Regions from separate parts of the Danio rerio genome. Here region 2 is linked to region 1. Evidence: chromatin contacts called from public HiCAR-type data. All regions are on one chromosome and are shown on one strand. Each heading gives the region's core, a stretch centred on a gene start, on an enhancer-like site or on the middle of the called end of the contact. The rest is flanking DNA. Distances are from core to core; before and after follow the strand shown. Region 1 has its middle 75 kb from the start of arid1ab. Region 2 overlaps arid1ab (AT-rich interactive domain 1Ab).

The links. HiCAR-type assays count read pairs that join an accessible place to other places.
Region 2: a contact with region 1 is called in a HiCAR-type map of caudal fin, with 8 times the contacts expected there. The contact joins two enhancer-like sites. A contact is called at or near these places in 10 of 18 Hi-C or Micro-C datasets (caudal fin, embryo, fibroblasts and 3 more) and 3 of 4 datasets of contacts at active chromatin or transcription factors (caudal fin, embryo and gastrula embryo).

What each region holds. Positions count from the first base shown.
Region 1 is chr19:15,416,099-15,423,283 of GRCz12tu, forward strand. No RefSeq gene overlaps it. Among named protein-coding and RNA genes, the nearest start is that of arid1ab, 75 kb to the right of the region's middle. Within about 2 kb of position 3,658, at least 60 of the 62 cell types and tissues checked have an H3K27ac peak or open chromatin away from gene starts, as enhancers often do. A contact at or near this core is called in caudal fin, where this site is marked.
Region 2 is chr19:15,569,395-15,576,579 of GRCz12tu, forward strand. It overlaps arid1ab (AT-rich interactive domain 1Ab), which reads left to right. Exons shown (of 20, transcript XM_021468300.2): 12 at 1,967-2,171; 13 at 4,742-4,874; 14 at 4,984-5,156; 15 at 5,496-5,637; 16 at 5,822-5,932; 17 at 6,100-6,196; 18 at 6,277-7,111. Among named protein-coding and RNA genes, the nearest start is that of zdhhc18b, 25 kb to the right of the region's middle. Within about 2 kb of position 3,932, at least 13 of the 62 cell types and tissues checked have an H3K27ac peak or open chromatin away from gene starts, as enhancers often do. A contact at or near this core is called in caudal fin, where this site is marked.

The sequences.
Region 1 (7,185 bases), core at 2,408-4,907:
TAGTTTAAACAATTTAATCAATGTTGGGTTTATCTGTCACGATGACCAGGAATCTAGCTCTTGTAGATCAGTGGAAACTTACTATCACCCAAACTACAATTCTGCCACAGAAATGCACTACATTTCCCATCAGTAACCTCACTCACACACCAGTTCCAGATCACCCCTGATTATACACACTGTTGGAAGCTCATCATGGACTGATATCCTGGACTGTTTATACACCACACTTGCACACACACAGGGCTGAGTCTTCTGTAATGGATGGATGCTGACAACGGAGTTGAGGATCCACACGCAGTTTATTAATAAGAGTGGTCAAGCAGGCAAAGGTTTACCTTTAGCATTACGAAGCGTTAATCCTGTCTAGTCTTTATGTGCTTTGATCCTTGCCTTGTTTTCTCGTTATTGATTCTTTGCCGCTTGTACTGACCATTCCCCAGTTTTTGACTACAATCTTGGATTACCTTTATGCTCTTGATTGCTACCAGTTTGACCATTGCCTACATGAATACTCTTATTAATAAACTGCGCATGGATCCTCAACTCTGTTGTCAGCATCCATCCATTACATCATTCACATTTGACCCACAACTGATTTTAACAAACCCACCGTTTGATTGTGATATTGTTTAATGGAGAAATCATCATTTTACAATGTTTTATAAGCATTTCCATAATAAACTTAGAAAAGTTTTCTGCAACTCTGAAATGGAATGGGTTTTAGTGTGTGCGAATGGAGCAGGAGAAAATAACTTCATTCAATTTTGCTTGTTTTATCATCAGAGGTGTTGATCAATTATAGGCCAGCTAGAGTAAAAAAGTAGCTAAAATGCAAAATGGTAAAAAACACAAGATGTAAATTGAGTAGAGTATGGACCATATATATTTTAAAATGTAACAATAGCAGGCTTAAACAAACTTCAAAACCTCCAAACCTCTACAACATTATTTCAATGCATAATTTCAGAGTCAGACAGTAGTATACAGTAGTGGTGGTTCTTGCCTTTGCGAACATCTCTAAAAACTATAAAAGACCCAATGCAAAATCTTTAAATCTGCCCTCTTTGCATTGGTTTTTTGGATTGTGAGGTAAACCCTGCTAACATGACATATACACAAAGGGATTAGTCTTGTATGACCTGATTTACACCACAGATGCACCAGCCTGCTTTCCCTTTGTCTGGTTAGTGTTTTTGTTTGAGGGTATAAAGCAGGGGAGATCTTCAGCATTTGTACCTTTTGACAAAGGAAACGTAAAATATGCCAAATGTCTTCTCATTACACACCAAATATGCTATACTCCAAAAAGACAATAATACAAGGCCGGGTTATAAGATCACCCAGACCAAAGATGGGCTCCAGGAAGTACACCGTTTTACCCAAGACATCAATCTAGCTCTGAATTCCAGGATTATGTGAAATTAATTCAGTTTTAGCGGGCTGTGGAACAGATGGCTGTTTCATTCAGGACTCAGGCTGGTTTTGTTGCCTGGCAATCTCTTCCCAAACCAAATCAGAGACCGTAAACTGTCACTTAGGGCCGCTGGAATCTCATTTCCCCCCACAACTCCAGCCATGAAATCGTCGGTCTCTACTCACATGGAGCTGCCACTGCTGCCCCCTGTTAAGATCGCTATGCAAAACAGCAAAGGCCTTTGGATTAATTGACATTTCATGAAATTATTCAGAGCAACTCCCTTTTAAGATATGGCGAGACTGAGGGGAAGATATATCGCTCACTTTCCATTCTGGACCTTTAAATCCTAACGCATAGAGTTAATAAATGTCATAGAGAAAAGTTTTGAAGGAAAGTGTTTTGAAAATCTGATTGAGGTCAGTGAAGGATCGTTCCATTGATAAATGCAATCGCCATTCTTTATTGTATATAAAAGTGTAGCTCATAGACATAGGGTTCAATAAAAGAAAAGTTCACTGAAAAAGAAAATATCTGAAAGTTATTCCAGACTAGTCATTCAGTGGAGGACAAAAGGAGAATTGTAAAAGTTCTTACACATTTCTATAAATTGAACGTATCAAAAAGGACAAAAACGCACCTAAACTAGTACAGAGAGGACACACCAAAGATGATAACTATAATGCCAATATCTATGATGTTTTTCAAATTAATCTAAATGTTTGAGAATATACGGAAATACACATCTATAGAGGATGGATATGGTTGAAATCACTTTCAAACAATTTTTTCAAGCAGGTGAATGATAAAACCCATACATTTCAGTTAGAATCACACAGTTAGCAAACACTTGGAATAACAATGTTATTGTCTGTTGTTGTGGATTATAGTTCTTAGTGAGAACAGGCCTTGTGTTTATTTACCTATTTAATATGTGGAATAGAGAAATGGCTCATTCAAAAACACATTCCGACTAGGTAATGTAACTAAATTTAAACTTTAAACATATGTTCTATAGTACGAATATGATTTAAATTCGGACATATTCCACCATCTTGTCATTACCACATCACCTACCCGAATAGGTTTCCTTGCTTTACTTTCATTTGTAAATTCTTTCCCATGGCTTGGTGTCCATTGGATGTAGTCTTCAGGATCTCCCCAGAAGTACGTCTTGCATACTGTTTTAGAGCGCAGTGCCTAGTGTACAATTTAAGAGTTAAAGTTTGTCTATTTAAAAGACTTTTTGTCCTCCATAACAAAAATAAATAGCTTATTTGTTTTGAATAACATAAGAGTAGGAATGTGTGGGATTCAATAATAGAATATATCACAGTAATGAACATAGTGTTAACATGGGGCTACAAAAATATTATGAATTATTAGTCTCCGAATTTTTTATCTTACATTTGTCCATCTATTCATCATGTTTTTGATAGTGAGATGACAAAGTGGTTAACGTAATGGCAACTATTATGCCATGAAATGTTGACACCAAGTAATAATAGAAGGTATTTTGTTATTATTAAGTGAACTATAATTATTCTATAACATAATACAATTTTAGTAAAAGGCCTGCTACCTTCAGGAAAAAGCACTGTCATCATGGTATCAGAGAGTAAACCACAGTAGGATACTGTATGATTTTTACCATACTTACCCCTATTTTACATTGTACTCCAAGATTCAACGAGTAATGCCATGCCATATGATAAACAATCGTGATAATTTTTGTTAAAATTAATTGCTTAATTTTTTTTTTTACTTTCTGTTAAATTGTAGTATAAATGTTATTTAAAATGTACAATTCAAAACAACAGCCTCCATTCTGTACACAGCAACCCAACTCTAATGTGTATAGAGGCACACTTTCTATCATCAGCTCTGCTTCAGCTGCATTTCTCTTGTGCTTCAGCCTGCTTTAGTTAAGGCGGGAGTTTACAGGAACAGCAGGCAGGCCCGGCCACATCACGCGCGGAGCAACACAGGAATGCATTGTATGTGTAAGAGACAGGGCAGATGAGCGAAATAGTGCCTAAGTTAATTAAAATTCTTTCTCTCTTGAATGTCTCAAAAGTACCCAACGGTCCATTAAAATCAAGTCACGCATTATGTTATGAAAAGATTCTCTCAAATGTACTGACCGAACGTCGATTCGCTTTACTGCAGTAAAAAAGCCTCACTGTCACAACATACACACAAGTGAGCCGCGGAGGAACCCCGAAGGTTGTCAGTGCGCGCTACGGCTCTGAAAGCACACACAGTAAATTGAAGAGAGGATCACAGCAAAAACCCGGACTGGAGTTTGATGTTATCAAGTAACAAAAACAAATAATAATGTTGTCTGACACTAGATTATGAATCATATTGTGGTTCTTAAAGTAGTGAAAGAGCATAGTGGAGGATATACATTGTTATTTTTATTTTTTGTTCCACTGCAGACACGTACATGGTCTTTAAGCGTGCCCAGTCCGCGCTGTAGGCTCTAGTCTCTGGGGAGCAGGATTCTCTGTACTCTGACCTCTAGATACATTGATAGTTCTGTTAATGCAACGGGAATATGCGTGAGCGCGCACCACGCGCACTCATGCATTAGACGAGTTTGGAAGTTTATTAGCTGAAATGGGGCACACAGTTCCAAGATGTTTAATCTTGATTCTACTCATACATGTATCTAATGTGGTTTTATTAATCAATATTTTATTTGTACTGAGAATTATAAAAGCAGATGAATATATATATATATATATATATATATATATATATATATATATATATATATATATATATATATATATATATATATATATATATACATACACACACACGCACACGCACACGCACACACACACACACACACACACACACACACACACACACACACACACGCATTTACATTCTTTGCTATAATTATAAAGGAATGCCATCAATAGTTTGCAGAATAAAACTGTTTACTCAATCACATAAATCCTCTTTTCTCATTGCTTATATATTATATTATATCATATTATTCCATTTCTTTATTTAAACAGTTATAATTACTATATGAACATTAGGAAAATGTAGGAGATTTCAGTGCAATTAAACTTATTTTACAGCAATAAAAATTAACATTAGTTTGATTAACAACTGACAAAATCCTCATAAACACCATTCTGCTTGTTATTTTTTTCCACATACAAAATAAATAATGTAGCCTATATCATAGTGTTGGGTTAAAGAATTATTAAAACAAAGAAAATGAAAAAAAAACTATCATAATTATAATTGGGTGACACAGTGGCGCAGTAGGTAGTGCTGTCGTCTCACAGCAAAAAGGTCGCTGGTTTGATCCTCGGCTCAGTTGGCGTCTCTGTGTGGAGTTTGCATGTTCTCCATGCATTCGTGTGGGTTTCCTCCGGGTGCTCCGGTTTCCCCCACAGTCCATAGACATGCGATACAGGTGAGTTGAGTAAACTAAACTGTCCGTAGTGTATGTGTGTGAATGTGTGTGTGGATGTTTCCCAGAGATGGGTTGCGGCTGGAAGGGGATCTGCTGCGTAAAAATGTGCTGGATAAGTTGGTGGTTCTTTCCGCTGTGGCGACCCCAGATTAATAAAGGGACTAAGCCGACAAGAAAATGAATGAATGAATGATCCTAATTAATTTCATACAATGGCATCACTGAATGCTCTTTTCATTCCAATAGACTGGTGTAAAGACCTGTGAGGAACCCCTGTCTGGTTTTGGCATCCAGGCACTCTAGTCAGGGGTTCCTCACATTCATTTCTGTCATTCGATTCAAGTATTTGGGATTCCCGGCCAAATCTTTCTCCTTCCTGTTGATTAGCTCCTGCTATTCTGGCTCCAGGAGCGTCTGCCAGTAACATGCCTTTCTGGCACAGGAGGTCTGTGAAGCAGCTCCTAAGAAACGCCTGATCATGTGGAATGCGACGGGAATTCAATCAAACATTTGGGTGCCTCTGAACACTGTGGCACCATGTCACCTCTTACTTTATGCAGTAAAATAAAGAATTCCCTTTATATGTTGTGACGATATTTGGGCCTTTTCTCGTAAGCTGCATGCTGGCAAAATGAGATTTCATTCCTTGCATTACATTTTCACACAGCTATTTTAGGTTTGTTCTGAAATTCATTCTTTGAGTTGCGATTTACTCACTTCAACAAAAAATGTAAAACCGTTGAAGCATTTTAGATATTCCTTTACTTGACAGCAGTTTAAACTACAAACTTTTGCAGACAGTTTTCAAAATAAGACACAAAAAGATGTCAAAAAAGTGTCTCTCAAATGCATTCAGAAACGGTTTATCTCAGATGCACGCATACTATACAGTATGTTCAAACTATATAGCTAATCTACTATAACCATATAACTAGTTTACATGCAAACACTGTATGTGTATAGATGAATATTGTTTTATTTTTGTGACATTGCCACCTACTGGCCTGGTGTATATATTAAAGTCCCTTTGTCATTTTTACAGATCTATAGGCAGTTTTTTTTATATTATTCTGACATAGAAAATAATTTTTTTTATTTTCGTAAAACATTCAAACTTTTAGCTGTATTGCTGTATGTTCTCTCCGTGTTTGCGTGGGTTTCCTCTGGGTGCTCCATGTTTTCCCAACTGTCTAAAGACATGTGGTAAAAGTGAATTGTCCGTAGTGAATGAGTGTGCATGGATGTTTCCCCGTGATGGGTTGCGGCTGGAAGGACATCCGCTGTGTAAAACATATGCTGATAAGTTGGTGGTTCATTCCACTGTGGTGACCCCAGATTAATAAAGTAACTAAGCCAAAAAGAAAATGAATGAATGAAATGTAGTATTTTACTCGATCATCTTCACAGATATAAGCTGAAAAGAAGTGGTTCGCCCCAAAATGAAAGATCTAGTATCATTTACTCACTCAAATTTACGTCTGACTAATTTTGGTGATGCATTTCTTAAAATAAGAATGAAAGTAAAACACGTGGGTGAGTGACTTTTAACTTTCTGAGTTAACAAATAGACTAACTAGCAAAACCTAGCATGAACTAGCAATTTGTCTTGCTTTTTTATACTTTTTTTCCCAGAATACTTAATATGTGATTCCTATAAAATAATGTAAGATAGACAATTTTATTAATTCTCCTTTAAAGATGACAAAAACTGTTGTACAAATTAGCTAATAGCTGATAACACCTCTTCACATATTCTGTAATCACACCTCTTCACTAATTCTTTAAGTTCTTCTGCTTCAAAGTTTCACTTTTTCTGTAATGAATTGCAAAAGTTACAGCAGTTTATGAAAGAAAATAGTTTCACCATACATCTTTTTTCTTTTTTTCTGTTAATATTTATTATTTCATGTAAGTCATAATTCATAGTTTTAAAAAAGGTGCTTGGACAGCAATTATAACATTTTTATCATTATTTTAAATGATTATTGTCTTGTTTAAACTGGCCATGCAAAGTACAACAGTGAATTAACTAGCAGTTAACTAATTAACTAGTGAGTAACTAGCAAAACCTAGCATGAACTTGCAACACTACAATTATATATAAAATACTTAATATGTGATTCTCATTAAATAATGTGAGACAGACTATTTAAAAAAAAATCTTCTTTAAAGATGACAAATGAAAACTGTTGTACAAACAAGCTAAACACACCTTTGCATGCGCTGTAAGTTCTTCTGCTTCACAGGTCTACGTTTTCTGTAATGAATTGCTAAATTTACAGCAATTTATGAATGAAAAGAGTTTCACATGCACCATTTTTTTCTG
Region 2 (7,185 bases), core at 2,682-5,181, 150 kb after region 1:
AGTATTCTGTAATTAAGCAAGACATCTAATAGAAAGATTTAATAAAACAAGCTAGTGCAAGATTTCAAATACCCTAAATAAGAATAGAGAAATAATAATTTGACATTTGATGCATTTTGAATGGCACATTTGAAAGGTGAGATCACAATTTAAATGAAAAAAAAAAAAATATATATATATATATATATATATATATATATATATATATATATATATATATATATATATATTTTTTTTTTCCACTGGTTGTACTTCACTTGATGGCCACTAGTAGGGCTGTCAAAATGATTTGTTTCTTAGATGGAGATGTGCCTCAATGATTGAACAAGGCGAGTGCGAGTAATTAAAATGCTCCAACTACTTAAATAGCAGATAACTGCACAATTCACTACTTGCGAGTTTGCTGGACAGTCTTATATTGACACTGAAGTACAGCAGAACCAGTAGACACTATTTTACGTTAGGGAGAATGAAACTCTGTCTGCTTCCCTTTCTCACACACACTTGCACCTTAGAACTGCTGTCAAGTTTATTTCTATTAAAGAGATACTTGTGGATCCTGACATGAGTGTGTCTGTAAAGCAAGTTTTTTTTTCACGGCGTGTATCATGCATCAGCTGTGATAGTGCAATGTGCACTTTATTATGCGCATATAGACTGTTACTACGCATTTTTCAGTGTCAGCGTCATCGGTGAACATCGCTGACAGTTTAAGAGCCAATCGCAGCTCATTCTGTTGAGCGTGTGAACACAATAACCAATTATAGGGATGTAAGAACACGCTTGACAGCTCTTAAAAAGCAAGCAGAATAAAAATTCAGTTAGTTTTTTTGCTATAAATGCTTGTTGTCTTCTGTGATTTGTGTTTGTTTTGAAACATTTCAATTTTTTTTGAGCAGGTAAAATTAAAGGTACAGTTCATATATTACAAATAATTTACTATATAAATATTTACAAATTTTTAAATCAAGAATTCTTGTGTTGTGAAGAAAAAAACATAATTGTGTATGGAAAGCATCATCAATGCTCCGTGAAGCACCGAGATAACGAATTGAATCGAATCGATGACATCATAACCGAACCGTGAGACCAGTGTAGGGGTTGCTGCTAGGTTGCATACGCTTGTGGCCAGAAGTTAACGAGAATTATTTAATTAATTTCCCATTTATTGTATTTTATTAACACCTAACCCCCAACCCTAAACCCAACCATAAAAGTAATGTAAAAACAGTAGTTATAGCGAGTATTATTTATGCTGCCTATTCAAGTACCCAATAAATGTTATTTTTTAACACCTACCCCCACCCCAACCCTAAACCCAACAGTCACAGTACTTTAAAAATAATAATTATTGTTATACAGTGTCATTAAAAAAAAGCAACTATAATTGATGTAGAGTACTTTAATGGGCATTTTTCGTAGGGTACCACCAGGAAGAATCTTAAATTATCAAAAATTTAACAGAAAAATCATATTTAACTTTAAATATGTTTTTGTGTGAATTTTATTCATTTCTATCCTATATGTTTGTCTAAATAACTTTTTATTGTAGTACGAATTTGTTTTTATCTTGTATTATTTTGTGTATATCCATTTTATATTCAAATATCCATTTTGCCATAAGCTGCTGATGTGGCAATAAATAAATAATAATAAATAAACCATAATGTGCATATTGCACTTTCAGCCGGCCACATATCCGATATAGACTTTACCCACTGTAGGTTCTCACCCCTAGCAACTAGTGTTACTAATAATGTGGGTTTCTGAATTCTACAAACCCTCTTTAATGCGTGAATAAGACCAAGAACTGCAAGAGTTTTTAAGGTCTTTTTAATACATATTTCCTTTCATCACAAAACCAGTGCTTATTTTAGCTTCTGGTCGATACGTACAGTATATGAGTTCACTAAAGGTCTTCTCGGCCTACCTCAGTCATTAAATTCTATCTGTGTGCTGTTTTCAGGTGAACAAGAACAAGAAGTGGAGGGAATTAGCCACAAATCTGAATGTGGGCACATCCAGTAGTGCGGCCAGCTCTCTGAAGAAACAGTACATCCAGTGTCTCTATGCCTTTGAGTGCAAGATCGAGCGAGGAGAAGACCCGCCACCTGACTTTTTCAATAATGACCCTAAAAAGAACCAGGCCAAGGTCCAGCCTCCGTCACCAGGTCAGTTCAGACAATTTCACATGTTTGATCTCAATGCCTTGATGCTAGTGTGAATCCAATGGCATTATCTTAAAAATCCTCTTCCCAGAGTTGTAGATTAAACATCAATTATATTTTAAATAGATTTGGCACTTTGATTTATTATTTTTTTCTTATAAAGTTCGATAAACAGGGGTATGCAGAATGCAGGGAAGTAGAGATGAATGTGAAGTAATAGTTGTGTTTTTTTCGCAGATGCAGGTCTATCCAGACTTAATCAGACTTGAAAGATGATAACTGCTTAGGCATAAAACCTTTCCCGATGGCCTGATAATGCACCTATAAATGTCTAGATTAATGTGATTGTAAACGCCAATCTTTATAGTGTTCATGTCTTGTTTTAATGGAATTCTGCTTTGATGTGGTTTAGTACAGCCGGTAATGTTTGTACGCCAACGTTTGATGTTCATTTCTCGTGTCGTTTATAGTGATTTACAATACTGCCAGGTACAGTACAACTCTGTGCCCTCAATTGTGGTGATATGGCTTACTTATTCCCTTCTAAGCTGTTGTGTTGACAAATTTGACTGCCAATACCAACAAGGTTGTGCTATGTCATTTGTTTTGCTTTTTTGGCCATTGTTGATTTCTACTAGTGTCTGGTTGTGTTTAGTAAAATAAGTGTTTTATAAGGTTTGCATTTTTAAAACCCTTTCAAACTGCTCAGCATAAATTATTGCAGCTTTTACAATAACTGTTGTGACTTTAGACTGTTACTTTTGCTGTAGCCTATTTAAGTTGTGTGTGCAAAATATATGCAGGCCTCTGTTTTTGGTCTTTGGCCTTCTGAAATTACTTTGGTCTGGAATATTGATAATTTTAATCAGTTGTAAGAGAGTTGTTTTAAATGGCTGCAAATAGTCATTTTCATCATCTTGACTAAAGTAAATAATGAGATGAGTCCTTTAAATGTCTCTGTAATTCTCAGTGGATTGTTCTGTTTTTATTATGGTGTTTCAGCTAAAAATATCTCAGTGGTTATTACCCAGCCACATAAATATCTGTTTTAAAATGATGAACCAGCCAGATGAACCTGTGTACTGGATATGCATCCAGAGTGTCTTTACTGTAGCAAACACTGCATTTGTCTGCAACAATGGCAGATTATCCAGCTTATTGTACAAACTGGCAAAAAGCCTGGGTGTTAAATACACTTGAGGAGGTCATTGTGTTCGGTTGTGCTCCATTTGTTTTTTGTTTTTTTTTAATCCAAAAACAGCCCTCATGTAAAAGACTGAGCGCCAGAGAGTAAATTCAGTTGACAGTGACTGAGATTACAAGAGAAATGGGGCAAGTTAAAGGGGGATCCCCTGTGATGTAGAGCATGTCTGCTTGGCACCGGGTCAGGTGCTCCAGGCTGACTGTGTTTTTTTCCCTGCTCTAGACTGTTTCTTCCTGGCCTTAGGATTCAGAGGCAAACCCCTGGAGGGCTGAACTAAGCCAAAAAAAGATGAATGGGAGAAAAAAAAAATCCAAGGGGGTGGTGATATGTAAAGTCAAGCTGGGCTTTTCTTCCTCATCGTTTTTTTTTCTCCCTTTTTCCCACCCTCCCCCTTCTCTTTATCTGCGTTCAAGGGATATCCTTGCCCAGAGGAGGGAGGCTGAGGTATTGTGCCGAGTGTGTGTGTTAAAGAGCATGTGTGAAGTGCTAGATACGGATACGTCTGACCTGCCGGTGACCCTAGTCTGTGTACGAGTTAATGAATGGAAGCATGAGTCATTCGACAGGCGTGCCAGTAGTAATCGTCCTCTAGCTGGCCGCAAGATGAGCCACAACATGTGGCATGCAAACATGCCGTTCATCCACACACACATTTGTGCGTCACTCTCCTCATCATTCCCTTGGTTCTGACATTTACACACACCCACTATTGCATCATGTTTACTTAAACATGCTGATCATCTTGGTAGGGATGAGCAAAAGCAGTCAGGGATGAGTCCAGTCAAAAAAAGTCCAGCAATATATTTGTTAGATGTTATTTCATGATTTGACTTGAGTACTCAAGGAGTCGAGCTGAACACTTTTAAAGCATTTAGCCTTCTTCAAAACATGACTAAGCACTCAGCTGTCTGGTAAGTGTGTTGTTAGCTGCTAGTTGTGTGGTAGTATTAGGGAGACTCTGTCATGCTGGGTTATGGAGCCTCAAATCTAAGGATGCTACTTTCTGAGCACTTAGCTAGCAGAGCACCACTTCCTGTGTCACCGGTGGGGGAAAGTCCTCAAATGAGATTAAGCGGCATGAAAAGCAGCATGATTTCGGGCTGGGGAAGGTTGCCAAATGAGCCAAGCTCAGCGATTTCCTCGAAAGTGTGTCACTGTTTGTTGGCAATGCTGTCTGTCCACACTGACAGTGAAAGTGCTGCTGAAGTGACAGTCGCAGCGAGTCAGAACATATAATTGATGTTTAAATTATAGCCATGTGGATTGGGGATATTTGGTTTTCTGGCTTGTGGTTCTTGTTAAAGCATAAAGTAAAAATGGCTACATTCACTTTAGCTGACTGTCAATATGCTTTTTTTTTTCTCTCCAGCTGGATCAGGATCGTTACAGGGTCCTCAGACGCCTCAGTCAACCAGCAGTTCTATGGCTGAAGGTGGAGACCTGAAGCCCCCTACACCTGCCTCAACACCTCACAGTCAGATGCCACCCATGCCTGGTGCTAGGTGTGTGTGACAGTGTTCTCCCTTTCTGTATTTGGACAAGACCTTCAGAATGAATTTCAAGGTTCATAGTCTCACAAGTAACCTCACCTTCCTTATCGTTCTCGCGCAGGAGTAGTGTGAATCTGCAAGACCCGTTCGCTGATGGTGGGGATCCAGCCTTTTCAAGACGTAACTCTGTGACCCCAAATTCAGGATATCAACCTGGTATGGGTGGACCAGACATGATGGGCCGTATGGGACCTTTTGAGCCAAATAAGGACCCCTTCGGTGGTATGAGAAAAGGTATCTATTTTGGTCAAATTCTTACAGTGTAATTTTAAGCATCTCTTTTGTGAATTATATGTTTGAGGTCTTCGTACATATAGGGAGTTATCCTTTGCCATTATCATGATTTCTTAAAGTAGTGTTAAAGTAGTGTTATGTGGATTTTTATGGAAAAAATAATTGAATAGTCTAACAAAAACAAAAATATTAAACTTTATTTTAAAAATTATTTACCACTTAAATTTATAACTGCACATTTTATCATCTAGTAAATATCTTTTCAGGATACGAATAATAAATTGTACATATTTTAGTATTTAAAAGAGGACATTCAGTGAACTCTGCTTTTATTTTCAGCGGGTGAGCAGTTTATGAACCCAGGTCAAGGCCCAAATAGTGGCATGGGTGAACAATATAATCGAGCATCCCAAGGTCCAATGGGGAATATGCAGATGGGTCAAAGACAACAGTATCCATATGGTCCAGGATACGACAGAAGGTGAGAGCATTTATTCCAATCATTTACCTTTTAAATTGAGTTCAGCTGGCAGTATAGTGAGTTTTTTTTCTTCAGAAATCTGATGAAGGTTATAGCTTTTTCACCATGTTTTTTATTATTTTTTTTATCTAAGGAATATCTTCAACTCCCATTTTTTTCACATACTCAATTTCTTAATTTACAGACCAGATTCAAGTATGGGCCCAGATGGAAATATGGGTCCACAACCCAACATGATGCCTTCCGGTGCAGATGCAGGGATGTACTCACCTAACCGGCCTCCACAGCAGCAGAGGTTAGCACTTAATTAAAATAAACAGATGTTGTATAGAAAGCTTAATTAAAAGACTTGTTTATAATGTTAATGTGCTGCAATAGTGTGCATCTTCACAAATGCTAATTTCTGTTGTTTGCTATTCACAATTACACAACAGTTTTTTTTGTGCCTTTCAAAACTTTTAGGCATGATTCTTACAGTAATCAATATGCTGGCCAAGGAGCACCCCCTAGTGGACCATACCCAAATCAGCAGTCAGGAATGTATCCACAACAACAACCGGTCAGTGCAACACATTTTTTTTAACTTTTTTGTACTGTAAACAGGTGTCTTTACTAAAATCTAAACTTTCACATATACAGAATTACACACAGAAGAGACCGGTTGATGGTGTTTACGGTCCTCCTGCAAAACGTCATGAAGGGGACATGTACCCTTTCAGTGGTCAGCAGCAGGGTCCCCAGGCCCCAGGTGCACCTCAGTCCCAATCAGATATGTATAACCAGTATAACACCTATCCAGGCTCAGAAAGACGCCCACCAGGCCCACAGAGCCAATTTCCTTTTGGCTTTGGACGAGATAGAGGACCTAATGTTGGTGGTCCAAACTCTCAGCCTTCCATGCCACCGCAGATGATGGGTAGCTCCATGAGTGGCACTATGCCTTCGGTTCCTGATGGACCCCAAGGACCCATGTGGCCAGGGCGTAATGAGATGAACTACCCAAACTATCATAACCGCCAAGGGCCACCTGGTGTCCCTTCTCAAAGCCAAGTTTACCATGGCATGAATCGTTCTGAAGACATGATGCCTTCAGATCAGCGCATGAACCAAGAGGGTCCTTGGCCTGGCCATGTTAACCAGCGGCAGCCCCCATATGGGCCTGTAGCCTCAGGGCCACCTATGTCCAGACCTCTTCAGCCCAACTATCAATCCTCTCAGAACCACATTCCACAAGTATCCAGCCCTGCACCCATGCCAAGACCAATGGAGAACAGGACCTCACCCAACAAGTCTCCATACATGCACCCAGGGATGAAAATTCAGAAGGCTGGACCCCCAGTCCCTGCATCACACATTGCTCAGCCACCAGTGCAGCCCCCTATGATTCGAAGAGACATTGCATTCCCGCCAGGTTCAATAGAGGCCTCACAGCCCATTCTGAAACCACGTCGTCGGCTTACCATGAAAGATATTGGTAAGAGGCTCATGACTTTTTCCCCCCATGAGTACTTTTGTCTTTATTGATTTAGGTAGTGGTCTGGATTAAAA